Regions from separate parts of the Zea mays genome. Here region 1 is linked to region 2. The links are chromatin contacts, called in public Hi-C maps. All regions are on one chromosome and are shown on one strand. The core of a region is the stretch at or near the end of the contact, and the rest is flanking DNA. Distances in the headings are between cores, read along the strand shown. Region 1 holds the start of LOC100280213. Region 2 holds the start of LOC103640772 (pentatricopeptide repeat-containing protein At5g04780, mitochondrial).

What was found. Hi-C and Micro-C count contacts between places; a contact is called where the count stands out from the background.
Region 1: a contact with region 2 is called in a Hi-C map of leaf, with 2.9 times the contacts expected there. The contact joins the promoter of LOC100280213 here to the promoter of LOC103640772 in region 2. A contact is called at or near these places in 10 of 25 Hi-C or Micro-C datasets (bundle sheath, ear, endosperm and 4 more).

The regions. Positions count from the first base shown.
Region 1 is chr10:5,956,284-5,962,644 of Zm-B73-REFERENCE-NAM-5.0, forward strand. It overlaps LOC100280213, which reads right to left and starts at 1,315. Exons shown (of 8, transcript NM_001153144.1): 1 at 1,153-1,315; 2 at 953-1,055; 3 at 760-867; 4 at 495-580; 5 at 1-115. The coding sequence starts at 1,214.
Region 2 is chr10:5,672,770-5,678,962 of Zm-B73-REFERENCE-NAM-5.0, forward strand. LOC103640772 (pentatricopeptide repeat-containing protein At5g04780, mitochondrial) reads right to left here and starts at 4,154. Exons shown (of 5, transcript XM_020545970.2): 1 at 3,794-4,154; 2 at 2,529-2,647; 3 at 711-2,258. The coding sequence starts at 2,105. The coding sequence ends at 948.

The DNA.
Region 1 (6,361 bases), core at 65-2,564, 280 kb after region 2:
CACTGCAGAGTTGAGGAATTCTTCGAATGGTCTATTGTTGGAAACTTCGACAGCTTCCTTCTTTATTGCAAATACAGTTTCATGAACAGACGCCAAGACTGATTCCAAATCAGACCTGGCAGTGCATGTGATATGTAAATGCAAGAGTAAATACCAAATGATGCCTAAAAGCCTGAATAAAAAATCCCAAAACAACCTATAAATCATAAGCTTTGTTTAACACAAAGTATGAATCTTCTAAGTGCAAACAAATTCGCCTTGGCCAATATCGCTCCGCGAAACAAGTACCTAAGACATGTAACTGGAATGCATAAGGCCTAATGGTAACCAGAAATCCCTACCCCTCATTTATATCATTTGTGTTCTTTAATGTCTTTGTTGAAGTAATTTTCAGATTTGGAGCATGCAACTACTGAATCGGCTTAGCAAAGGAAACGGTTCACTCATGACATACCAATTTATCAGAAGAAATTAATTTCTCTCAAAAGCAATACCTTGTTAAGGCGCCATCTCCTGTGACATCACATAGTTGATAAATGAATTCATCGACCTCATCACGAGTTCCCCTTCCATATGTTGCCTACATGCAACAAATAAAAGACTGTCAAACTACAGAATACATACAAAGTACTAGCTAGAAAGGGTGACCATATCTGGATCTTAACTTGGACAAATTCCACCAGGCACCAACACATCAATGACCTTGCTCGCGACAACTAAACGAACAACAGAGTGGATCGAATTGAGTCGAGCACTAACTTTGGAGATGATCAAATCCTCGAACGTGACCCCATCGCTCCCGCCACTCTCCTTCGCCACCAGCTGGAACAGCCTGTCGCCTAATCGCCCCCGGACCTGGTAGTATTCCTGCGCAAATAGAGGCGAACCCGTTAGAGATCGCAATCCAGATCCAGGACCAATTCAAAAGAGCGAATGTGCGTGCGGTGCCCACGAGGAAGACGGGGCGTGAGATGGCGCGGCCGCCGGTCCGCGACTGCGCTGCGAGGGAGGCGAATAGCTCGCGGAGGCCGTCCAGCTCCTGCTTCGGGAAGGCCCTGCGAGGAAGCGTGTCAGCGGTGAGAGCACCAGACAGGGCTTGCGAATCGCGGCAGCGAAGGAGGTGGCAGACAGCTGTTAGTGGGGAGGCGGTACCTCGAGGCCATGACGAAGCGGGAGCTGGAGGCGGACGCCGGCGAAGCCTGCGAGTTGCCCATCGCCGCCGGCGGAGGTGGGGTCCCGGCTTGTCGGCGCCGGAGGGCGCGCTCGGGCTCAGCAACTGCCAATCGAACTCTCTACGATTTTTTTTTTATTTTCCTTTTTTTTTGAGCGATTTACTTTTTCAGTTATTCTTTTCCCTTTTGTCGATTGTCGTCAGTCGTCACTGGGCGGCCCCTCGCGCCACCAAGGGGACGCCTGACGCCTTCGTTTGATGGGCTTTTCGCTTTCTCGCTTTTCACATTTAAAACGTGGAGGCCCATGTGCTGGCAGCCCAGTCCAAAATAGTTACGACGGCCGATATTTTAGTTTTTTTTATTTGTGTCTTGGAGATATATATTTTTGGTACAGAATTTGCAAATCCTATATGACACCCGTGCGTTGCTGCAAAAATTAGGGTGCGAGGACTGTGAGCACATTGTCGGGCCAGACATCGAGATATCCGGTAACGTTTCATGAGAACCCCATTAGGGCTTGTTCGGTTAGCTCTCAATCCATGTGGATTGAGTGAGATTGGATGAATTTAAATCTCAAGCAAGTCAAACCTTCTTCTTAAAATTTTCAAATCTCATTCAATCTATGGGTAACGGGATTAACCGAACAAGACCTTATTGAGTAGCCAACCATGTATAGATGTAGTTCATCTGTGAAGAAATGCATACAACTTCTTTATACTGGGAACCTTTACCGGAAATCAGAGGTATAAATCTATTTATTTAAAAGGTCTGAGATTCAATTCGTATTCGAGTCCGGGTACTCAGTATCAATCTGTATCCATATTTTTAAAGTTGGGCATTTAAGATGTATATATCTATTCAAATTATATCCGACATATTTGATAATATCTATATATTCGATCGAGTCTGAAGAGAAAATATGAAACGAGTACGTTGGTATCCGATCTGATTATACTCCGCTTGATATATGTTGTCGTTTGACCTTGGAGCCGTCATGGAGCCACCCGCAATGATTTTAATGGTTTGTGTGGTGTTTCGTTGTGCAGTACTGTAGTACTTTATTTTCTTGAGCTCTCTGTACTTGGGTTGGAGAGAGATCAATGCGGTTTGATCGGCCACGGCAGTACTCGTACTCCTGGCTGATGGATTAAACTCGACCTTTCGAGTCAAAGATTTAAAACAGCTGCTACTGCTGCTTCTTCATTTCTCTTGTTTTTTTTTTCAACACCCGTCTTTACAGCTCTCTGGCCTCATAATAAACATTCATAAAGGCCGTTGCCCATTTTGAGGAAAGATACCGAGCAAGCATCGGACTCACAATCCATGGCCGATGGTGCTGCTGGCAGAGAGATGCACAGACCTTATAAATGTTGATGAAGGAGGGCTTCAAGATTTCTGTCAAGATATGGATTTCATGGCACTCCTACCGTCGTATAGTAGTAAAAAGATGCAAGAAAAAGGTCTCCAAAGACACAACAAACACTAGGAAAAAAAATTGTTGATCTACCACAAATTTTCAAAAAAAAATAAACATTTATGAGCTGCTGCTGCTGCTGTTTGTAGCTATGTCTATCAAGCCTTGAATTCCCAATAAATAGGTTGATGTCACGGCGCACTCAAGTCTCGCAGTGTAGTAGTAGTTGTCTCTCGTCTTTCCGGCGATCGACATACTACTACATTTTTTTCTAGGACAGATGCCAACTTTAAGTGCTAGCTAGTGGTAGTATCAGAGCCTATCCATGGCTGCCGCCAGAGATGCACAGAGGAGCTAATAAATTTTGAGGTGGAGAGCTTGTAGATTGCTGGGTTTTTAAGTAATGGGCATGTAGTAGTATTGATTAGGGTGCCGCAGAACGTAAGGTAAGACAGTAGGCATCCTAATTCATGTAAGGAGGCAGGCACACTGTTGACGCTTTTTTGGAGCGCCAAATACTCAAGAAGAACCGGCGGCGGTGCTCTCTGGTCAGGCGCGGACGGTCCGCGGCCTGGGGCCGGACGGTCCGCGACCTGGCGCAGGGGCTAGGGTTTCCTGCCTGACGGCCGGACGGTCCGCGCCCTGGGCCGGACGATCCGCGCGTGTGCAGGGGCGGCGGAGGATCGCCGGCGGCGGCCTGGATCTCGCTCCCGGGAGGGACCCCGTCGGGGAAGAGATCCTAGGGGTTGTCTAGGCTCGGGCCGGCCGACCTAGACTCCTCTAATCGGCGTAGAGTCGAAGAGAGGCGAAGAATTTGGGGATTGGGAGGCTAAACCTAAACTAGACTAGAACTACTCCTAGGATAAAATGCGAATAAAAGTTGTATTGATTCGATTGTTGATGATACAAATCGGCCGTAGACCTCTCCGTTTATAGAGGAGGGGGACTGGACCCTTTACACAACTGATTCCGAGCTAATTCCGCGAATATAGCTAACAACCGTAGCACAAAACTCGGAACCCTAATCTGTTCTGCGCACGCGCGGACCGTCCGGCCTCAGGGCCGGACCGTCCGGCAGCTCTTTTTTGGTTCGAACATATGCCCCCCTGCCTTTTGGTGGAGCTGGGCGAACCAAAAGCAACTAACTCGATGTGATCACATCGGTTCTCTTAGGCATCTTGCCACATACTAGGATGGTACTGTTTGAGGAAACGCCCATTCAAAGCCTTTGGTAAATCCTTGCCTTGTAATGTTTGTAGCAAATAGGCGTTACCAGACATTACCTGTTTTACTTTATAAGGACCCTCCCAGCTTGGCGACCATTTCCCAAACTTCCGGTCTTTATTCCTTAGAGGTAAGATGGTCTTCCACACCAGATCCCCTACTTGAAATGACTTTGCTTTGACCTTCTTATTGTAGGCCCTGGCTACCATAATCTTGTCCTTTTCTATTGCTCCCAAAGCTATCACCCTCTTGTCAGTCACCTCATCAATATTATCCATCATTGAATTATAATAATCAGTGACAGTTAGATCATTTTGTCTGGCGAATCTGACAGCATTCAAACTTATTTCCACAGGCAATACTGCTTCCTGCCCATAGACAAGCTCAAAAGGAGATACTTTAGTAGCACTATGTTTAGATATTCTATGAGCCCATAAAGCTTCGGACAAAATCTTATGCCAATGTTTAGGATTATCAGATATCTTCTTTTTTATTAAATTAATCAATGTCCTATTACTAGACTCGGCCTGTCCATTGGCCTGAGCATAATATGGAGATGAATTAAGTAGTTTAATTCTGTATAATTCAGCAAATTCACGTACCTCTTTTGACATAAAAGAAGTCCCTTGATCTGTAGTCAAGGTCTGGGGAATGCCGAATCTATGAATAATATGCTCAGTTATGAACTCAATTACCTCCTTGTGCGTCATGTTTTTCAGAGCAACGGCTTCAGTCCATTTGGTAAAGTAGTCAGTGGCAACTAACACGAACCGATGCCCCTTTGATGATGAAGGATGAATTTCTCCAATAAAGTCTAATCCCCATCCTCTGAAAGGCCAAGGCTTGATAATAGGATGTAATTCGGCTGCAGGGACCAACTGTAGGTCACCGAATTTTTGACACACTTGGCAACCCTTGTAGTACTTGAAACAATCAGCTATCATGTTAGGCCAATAAAAACCAGACCTTCGCAACAACCACTTCATCTTTGGAGCTGATTGATGAGTACCACAAATCCCTTCATGTACTTCGGCCATGGCTAATATAGCATCATCTGGGCCCAAGCACTTAAGCAGAATGTCATTGACTGTTCGGCGGTAAAGTTCATCACTCATCAAAACATACTTGAAAGCTGTTCGCCGAATGTTCTTATCTGTTTTGATATTAGGATTTCGTAAATAATTAAGTATAGGTGTCCTCCAATCGCTTGCATCGGCTTCATTGTCAGCCGAATTGATTAAGAGAACATTTCTGGTAACCCCGGACGGTCCGGCGCCATCACGCGGACGGTCCACGACCTGGGAATTTGGCTCTGCACTGGTTATCAGATTTTCGGTCTTGTGAAATTTCCCTCTCTTTATCCGATAACCTGATGCATCTTGTGCCAAATCGTTAGCTCTATGATTCTCAACTCTAGAGATATGCCGAATACTGAATTCGTCAAAAGAATGAATTATGCTCCAACATTTCTCAAGGTAACTATTTAGAGTACCATCAAAACATTGATATTCTTCTAACACTTGTTGGACAACCAGCTGAGAATCACCAAATACCTTCACATGTTTTACTCCCATACCATTTAAAAGCTCTAAACCGAATAGGAGGGCCTCATATTCAGCTTGATTATTAGTGCAATAAGTGTTCAATCGGCTAGAGAAGTCAAAGGAGACATTACTTGGTGAAACAAGCACAATGCCAATTTCTTGACCTTCATTGCAAATCGATCCATCAAAATATAAAGTCCAAGGAGTAATAGTGAGGTAAAACATGTCTAGTTCATGAATATCATTAACCCGATGTTCTACAATGAAATCCGCTATGACTTGGCCTTTCATAGATTTCAATGGTTCATAGGCCAAGTCATATTCTATGAGTGCATAAGCCCACTTACCAATTCTACCACTCATAATTGGGTTATGCAACATGTATTTGATCACATCGGCTTGACCAGAAACAGTGCAATGACTAGACAGTAAATAGCATCTACATTTGGTGCATGCATAAAACAAGCATAAGCATAACTTTTCAATAAAAGTGTACCTTGTTTCAGCATCCACCAACCTTCGGCTTAGATATGTTACCACATGCTCCTTTCCCTCAGTTTCTTGTGTCAGAACAGCCCCAATGACCTTATCCTCAGCTGCAATGTATAATCGGAATGGTACTCCTGCTCGTGGTGCTTTTAATACGGGAGCCGAAGATAAGTATTTTTTGATGAGATCAAATGCTTCCTGCTGCTCTGCCCCCCAAGCGAATTCGGCATCATTCTTAAGCCGAAGAATAGGGGTGAACGCGTCAATCTTCCCGGCTAGGTTAGAAATAAACCTTCGTAAATAATTCACCTTGCCGAGAAACCTCTGTACCTCGACCTTACAGGTCGGAGGTCCCACATTCCGAATAGACTTGATTCGGTCAGGGTCTATCTCTATACCATGTTCATGTATGACAAATCCTAAAAACTTACCAGCCGACACTCCAAAAGCACATTTACGTGGGTTCATTTTCAAACCATACTGACGCATTTTATCAAAGGCTTTGCGCAAATCAGCTA
Region 2 (6,193 bases), core at 2,904-5,403:
GGGACAGATGTAAACATGAGCAGATGCTGGACCAGTCGAGGCTCTGTAGGATCTAGGATATGTCAGGTTGTACCAAACTATGCATAGCTAAGCTGGCAAAGATGATCAGGTGACGAGTATTTTCACTTTATTGGTACTTCATATGTTACACTGTATAGTGCAGAGAGTTGAACAGATCTTAAAATTACTGATCAGAAAAGCAACAAGATGGCAATGTACTAGAATAACTGGTAACTGGAATGGGTGCAAGACATCAAAGCCACAAGATGGTAATGTACTACATAAATGGTTCATTGCTAGTGCTCGGAAACAGTGGCTTATGATGTATAATGACAAAAGCACTGTACAAGGCATGCTTTTGTAGGTCATAGTACCCAGGGGCGGACCTAGGACAAAATACCACCCCTAGGACAAAATAGAACTGAGGGCATACTTGTAAGGACGAGCACCAAAATGATAGAGCATGGACATCTAAGTTGGATTGAGCAAGGAACTTTATGGTGAAAATCTATGCTCTACTACTTACAACAGAGAATTGAGCGGTGGCCTGTCCCTCACTAGTCTCTACCTAGGTCCGCCCTTGACACTACCTACTCTTATAATTAACATTCAAATGATAGTGTTGATATTACACTAGATGGGGCCAGGAGCATGACATTAATACTATTGACTTCACTGACAATGTTAACAGTAGAAGTGCTGACATTTACCTCCTGTGCAGCGTGCCACACTGCCACTACCACATGGCAACAATTTAATATATGATGAGTGTGTAAGAGCGTTGGAGAGTCACGGATAAATGCTTGCTATTCCTCATTTAGTTCTCAATTACCAGAAGTCCACATAAGAACATGGGCTGTACTTAAATAGTTAAATGATAGTCTGCACAAACAGCTCCTCTTTTTGCTCATAAACAATAATATGAGAATTAACCTTTGCGGCTTTGCCTACATCCAACTTGAGGCTGTATCTTTCCTTGCACCAGTATCATTCAAATACTTCCTTGCCAACACAGCATTCTCCCAGCTTCCGCTGGCAGCATATACATCCGAAAGCAAAGCATGGTTCCCACCATTTTCTGGTTCAAGTTTGAAAAGCTGTTCAGCTGCTAGTCTGGCTATTCCGACATTCCTGTACTTACGGCATGAACCAAGCAAAGATCCCCACATAGAAGGAGTTGGTTCAAATGGCATTTGTTGAATCAGTTCCCAAGCCTCATCAGTCTTCCCAGATCGCCCCAAAACATCAACCATGCAAGAATAGTGAACAATATTAGGTTTAACAGTCTGATCAGTAACCAGCAGATCAAAGTAGCATCGGGCCTCTTCAACTAAACCTGCATGACCACACACCGACATCATGGAGACATAAGTAACTTCATTTGGAGATATCCCTGACTGCTGCATTTTCTCAAAGAGAATCATTGCTTCCAAAGATTTACCATGCCTAGTAAAACTAGTTATCATTGCATTCCACAGGACAACATTCTTGTGTTTCATGTCAGCAAATACTAGATAGGCTTTCTCAATCTGCCCACACCTTGCATAAACATCCACAAGAGATGATGCCACAAACAAATTGTTATTAAAACCATACTTGATAACATCTGCATGCAGCTGCATTCCTTCAATCATCAATGCTAGGCTTGCACATGTACTGAGTATAGCAGAAAGAGTGAATTCAGTCAATTGTATCCCTTCCCTTTGTGAACCCTGGAATAGACGTAATGCATCTTCGTGAAGACCATTTTGCATGAGTCCTACAAACAATGTACTCCATGTAACTGCAGTTTTCTCAGGAATCTTCTCAAAAACCAAACAGGCATCATTAATCATATTACACTTCGCATAAACATCAAGAACAGCAGTTCCAACAAAACTATTTGAGTCCAATGCAAGCTTCATTGCTATAGCATGTAATTGTCTGCATTCTATAGTAGCACATTCTGCAGCACATGCACATAGGGTGCTGGACAGGGTAAATTCACTCATCTGTGTCCCTTCTTGGTGCATCTTTGAAAAAAGCTTCAGAGCCTGTAAACCATCTCCATTGCAGGTATACCCAGCAATCATGGTATTCCATGAGACTATGCTTCTGAAAGACATTGAGTCAAAAACATGGCGAGCGCAATCATTCCTACCACATTTTGTATACAAGTTGATGAGAATATTGCATGTGACAGTATCAGTTACCAAACCCAAATGGATGGCTAAACCATGGCAGCCTTTCCCAACCAAGAGGGACCTCTTCTGTGTACACTGTTGCAAAAGTTCATGTAGCGTAAACATGTCAATCAAATTCCTGTCAAACCTAATAAGGCTTCTATCCTTTAGGGCAATTCCATTGTTTAGCTTGTTACAAAAAGAACGAGCACCAAAATGAATTCCGGAGAGTACAGCAATAAGAGAACAGGCACACTGTTTTATAGATTGATGGTTAAACCAAATGCCCATCCAAGCAAGGCAGCTGCCCCAAACTCTCTCAGTTTTACTTTTAGGCAAACTTCACAAAGTGGGATTTGTACTTACAAAAAGGAAGTGGAATTTGCTTGACGCTAAGAGCAGAAAAAATTCTCTGCAGACTGAACTGTGAATGTTTCAGCATGTTTGTCCACCTTCAGAAAATCAGAAACTTTTGCATTGCATCGCTGAAAGAAATAGCAAGTTAATACAAGTAGCAACCTTGTGATACTCATTCACATATCTTCTGCTATCAAATTTACATCCCGTCATAAAAGGAATGCAAGTTTAAAATAAATCAAAATGAGAAAATACACCGGATTTCACTAAAATCTGTACAAATGGTTGAAAATGAAAAAAAACATTTGAAAAAATAAATCAGGAGCTAAACTAATGGAGCTGCAGGTTTAACACCTTTGCGAGCTGAATTTAGCATAGCACTTATATTGTGACACTGAACACTAGTACTCCAGTCATAATAGCCTCATTTTTCATGTCCATTTTCAGTCTTGCAGAATTTGTTTACTGAATAGAATTGTTAGATAACCATAAAATCAGAGGGGCTAGGGCACGACCATTTGGAATGACAGAACAACAGTACCGAAGGATTAAACAATTCAGTGCTTTGCTAACAGTAATATTCTTATTTTCCAGATGAGCTCACCCTGAATCAGGATGGCGTTAAACAGCGTTCCACAAAACACAAGTTAGGGCCTGTTTGGTTCCTTTAGTCACTAGACTAAACTTTAGTCGCTAAAGTACCCCGTTTGGTTTCAGTGACTAAATCGGACTAAAGAGCATTAATCGCTGTGAATAATGACTGTATTACCCTTAATAATTAGTGGATGTTTGTTGCAAGAAAAAAGTGAAGAGAGTAAATAAGTTAAAAATCCTAATTTAGTCCCTTTTAGTCACCCTCTTGGTGACTAAAGATCTAAAGTTTAGGTGACTAAAGATCTAAAGTTTAGTCACCATGTTTGCTTCTTTAGGGACTAAAAGTGACTAAACTTTAGTTACTCCAAACCAAACGGGGCCTTACTTAGAGTTTACCTCAACCAGGCTTCTACAAAAAGAAAAAAAAAACGGACCCAACTCCCATAACGAAAATAAACCACAGGGACTCTGGTCATATGATGCAGAAATTCAGAGGCAATAAGATTGCAAAAGGGGAATGGCAGAGACACGGAGCACACAAAACTGTACTCTACATGCAGCAGCAGGGCATATTTTCAGTCCAGTCCAGCCCTACGTAGCACTGACACTACTATAGCACATCAAATCATCAATTTCGATAATGGGGAAAAAAGTACAGTCAGAGAAGAACCGCTGGCTACCTCTCTCATTATGCGTCATTCCGTCGAACACCCTCGGCGCAGGAGCAGATGTCGCCGCACCCGCCGAGCCAGCACCCGCAGCGGCGCTCGAAGGACGCCGAGATAGCCAGGAAGCGGTTGATCGGAACCAGGCTGCAACACGAACACGGCACACGGGGCCAAAATCTCCGCTGCGACTGCGAGTGACCAGGCGCTAGAGCCTAGCGGCGAGCGACGAGAGGAAATTGCGAAAGCAAATATCGAGCCCGCGGGCTGGTGTGGGAACTCCGGAGTCCGGACTGGGGCATACGGCCCGAAACAGAGCGAGGATTAGCAGCTCAATAGCATGGAGACTCTTCCTTAAAGCCCGAGCACTCATGGCACGTTTCGGCCCATTGTCTGCACGTGTGTTTTGTATTCTGCGGATTGTCGTCTCCCAAAAGGAGGAAAATCTCAAAAACAAGGAATAATTAGATATATACCATTAAAATATTATAACTTTAGATATAAATCATAGACTCTACATGTCATTGACACATGTGAATCCCACATATAAGTAAGATAGTAATGGTATATATCTAAAGTTATAATATTTTAGTAGTAAACTAGTAACAGATCCATATTTCCCCAAAAACAATCTCCAATTTGATTAAATATATACAGAAACTATTAATATATATGATCTTCAGAAAAAATAATACATTAGTCGTCAAATGTTTTTTATGACAAACATAGTGGAAGATATTATCTTATGCAATCCTATGAAGATTTAGAATGTTTTGACTCCTTGGGAAACGAGACTTCCATTCTTTCCTGGATGGAGAAAATATTTGGGTGTGGGTTATCAGATCACCTAAAATTTTAGATCCAGTAATTTAGTTTTTTTCAAAAAAATAGGTCCTTAAATTGATAGCTACAGTTTGTCTTAAAAATAAACAATGAAAAAAATACAGTATATATATTTCAAAACTACCGAGTTCTACCAATATTCAATTGAAAATAAACATAAATGCCAGGTGCCATAAAGTACAAGTATACATTATATATATTAACGGTTAATATATACATTTAGAGTTTATTGGTGGTGAGAAATTGTTTCATTAACAAACCAAACTCTACCATAATATTTTCTGTAAGTTATTACTTTGTATACACCTTGGCATACCAAAATTGGAACCCAACTGTGAGAACTCCATTTTTTATAAAACAGTGCCGTTATACATATGATTCTTGGATAGAAGATAATTCAACATTTTAAGTGTTGCGGTGTAGATTGAAACTATTGTCATGTCACTGTAATATCAAAGAATATAATGTATGGTACGGTCTAGAATCTATTTTAACAAAATATAGTTGACATTTTTAATAGAATATATAATAAGAAGCAAAGTCTAAATTTAATGTGTGGATGAAAAATATGACATTCACTTAGAATTAGAAATTGAGATTCACTAAATATAGATTTGTAATGTCTCAAAAAGATGTAGCAAGGGTTGATATAACTCCGGATAAGGTTTTAGCAAAGTACATATTAAAAATCACTGAATGTATGACGAAATCATATAAAGTATATAAAAATTGTTGTGTTAGATAGAACAATCAATTTTGAGTAGCTATGAGGTATAAATTTATCCACATAGTGTTCAGATGGTGCAATGCATGTAATAGTGTAAGCACATGATTGCTACCCACTTCACTATAAATTGTTGACCCATCAATGGTGGTTTTTAATTTAGAAATATAAAAATGACGTAAGGTTCTAAAAAATCAACGGTGAGGACTCAGGCCACGAATCAGCAATAATATATCACTGTCGATTGTGTTGGCGCCGATCTGGGCGCCAAACACTAGAAAGGACCATCTGGTGGTGCTCTCTGCAGAGGCGCGAACGGTCCGCAGTATAGGACCGGACGGTCCACGACCTGGCACAGGAGCGACTCCTCCTCTGCGTACGTCCGGACGGTCCGCGATGGCGCAGAGAGTCTTCTTCGCAGCAGACCTAGATCTTGCATCTCGGGAGGGACCCCATCGGGAGGAGAGATTGTAGGGTGTGTCTTGGCGTCGGCGGGCCACCCAAGACGTCTCTAGTCGACGTAGAGCCGAAGAGAGATGAAGATTTGAGGTAAAAGAAGGTTAAACTAGAACTACTCCTAATGCATCAGGTAAAAACGAGAAATAGACTTGATTTGATCGATTGTGGGGTGTTCAATTGGTCGTAGTCTTCATCTATATAAAGGAGGAGGCCTGGATGCGCTACAAGTCGTTTCCCGAGCTAATCCCGCGGTTTTAGCTAACAAATCTCGCGAGAAACTCGGAACCCTAACTGATTCTGCGCACGCGCGGACCGTCCGCGCCACCACCGCAAACCGTCTGCGAGGACATTTTGTGTGCTCAACATATGCCCCCTGCCTTTTGATGGAG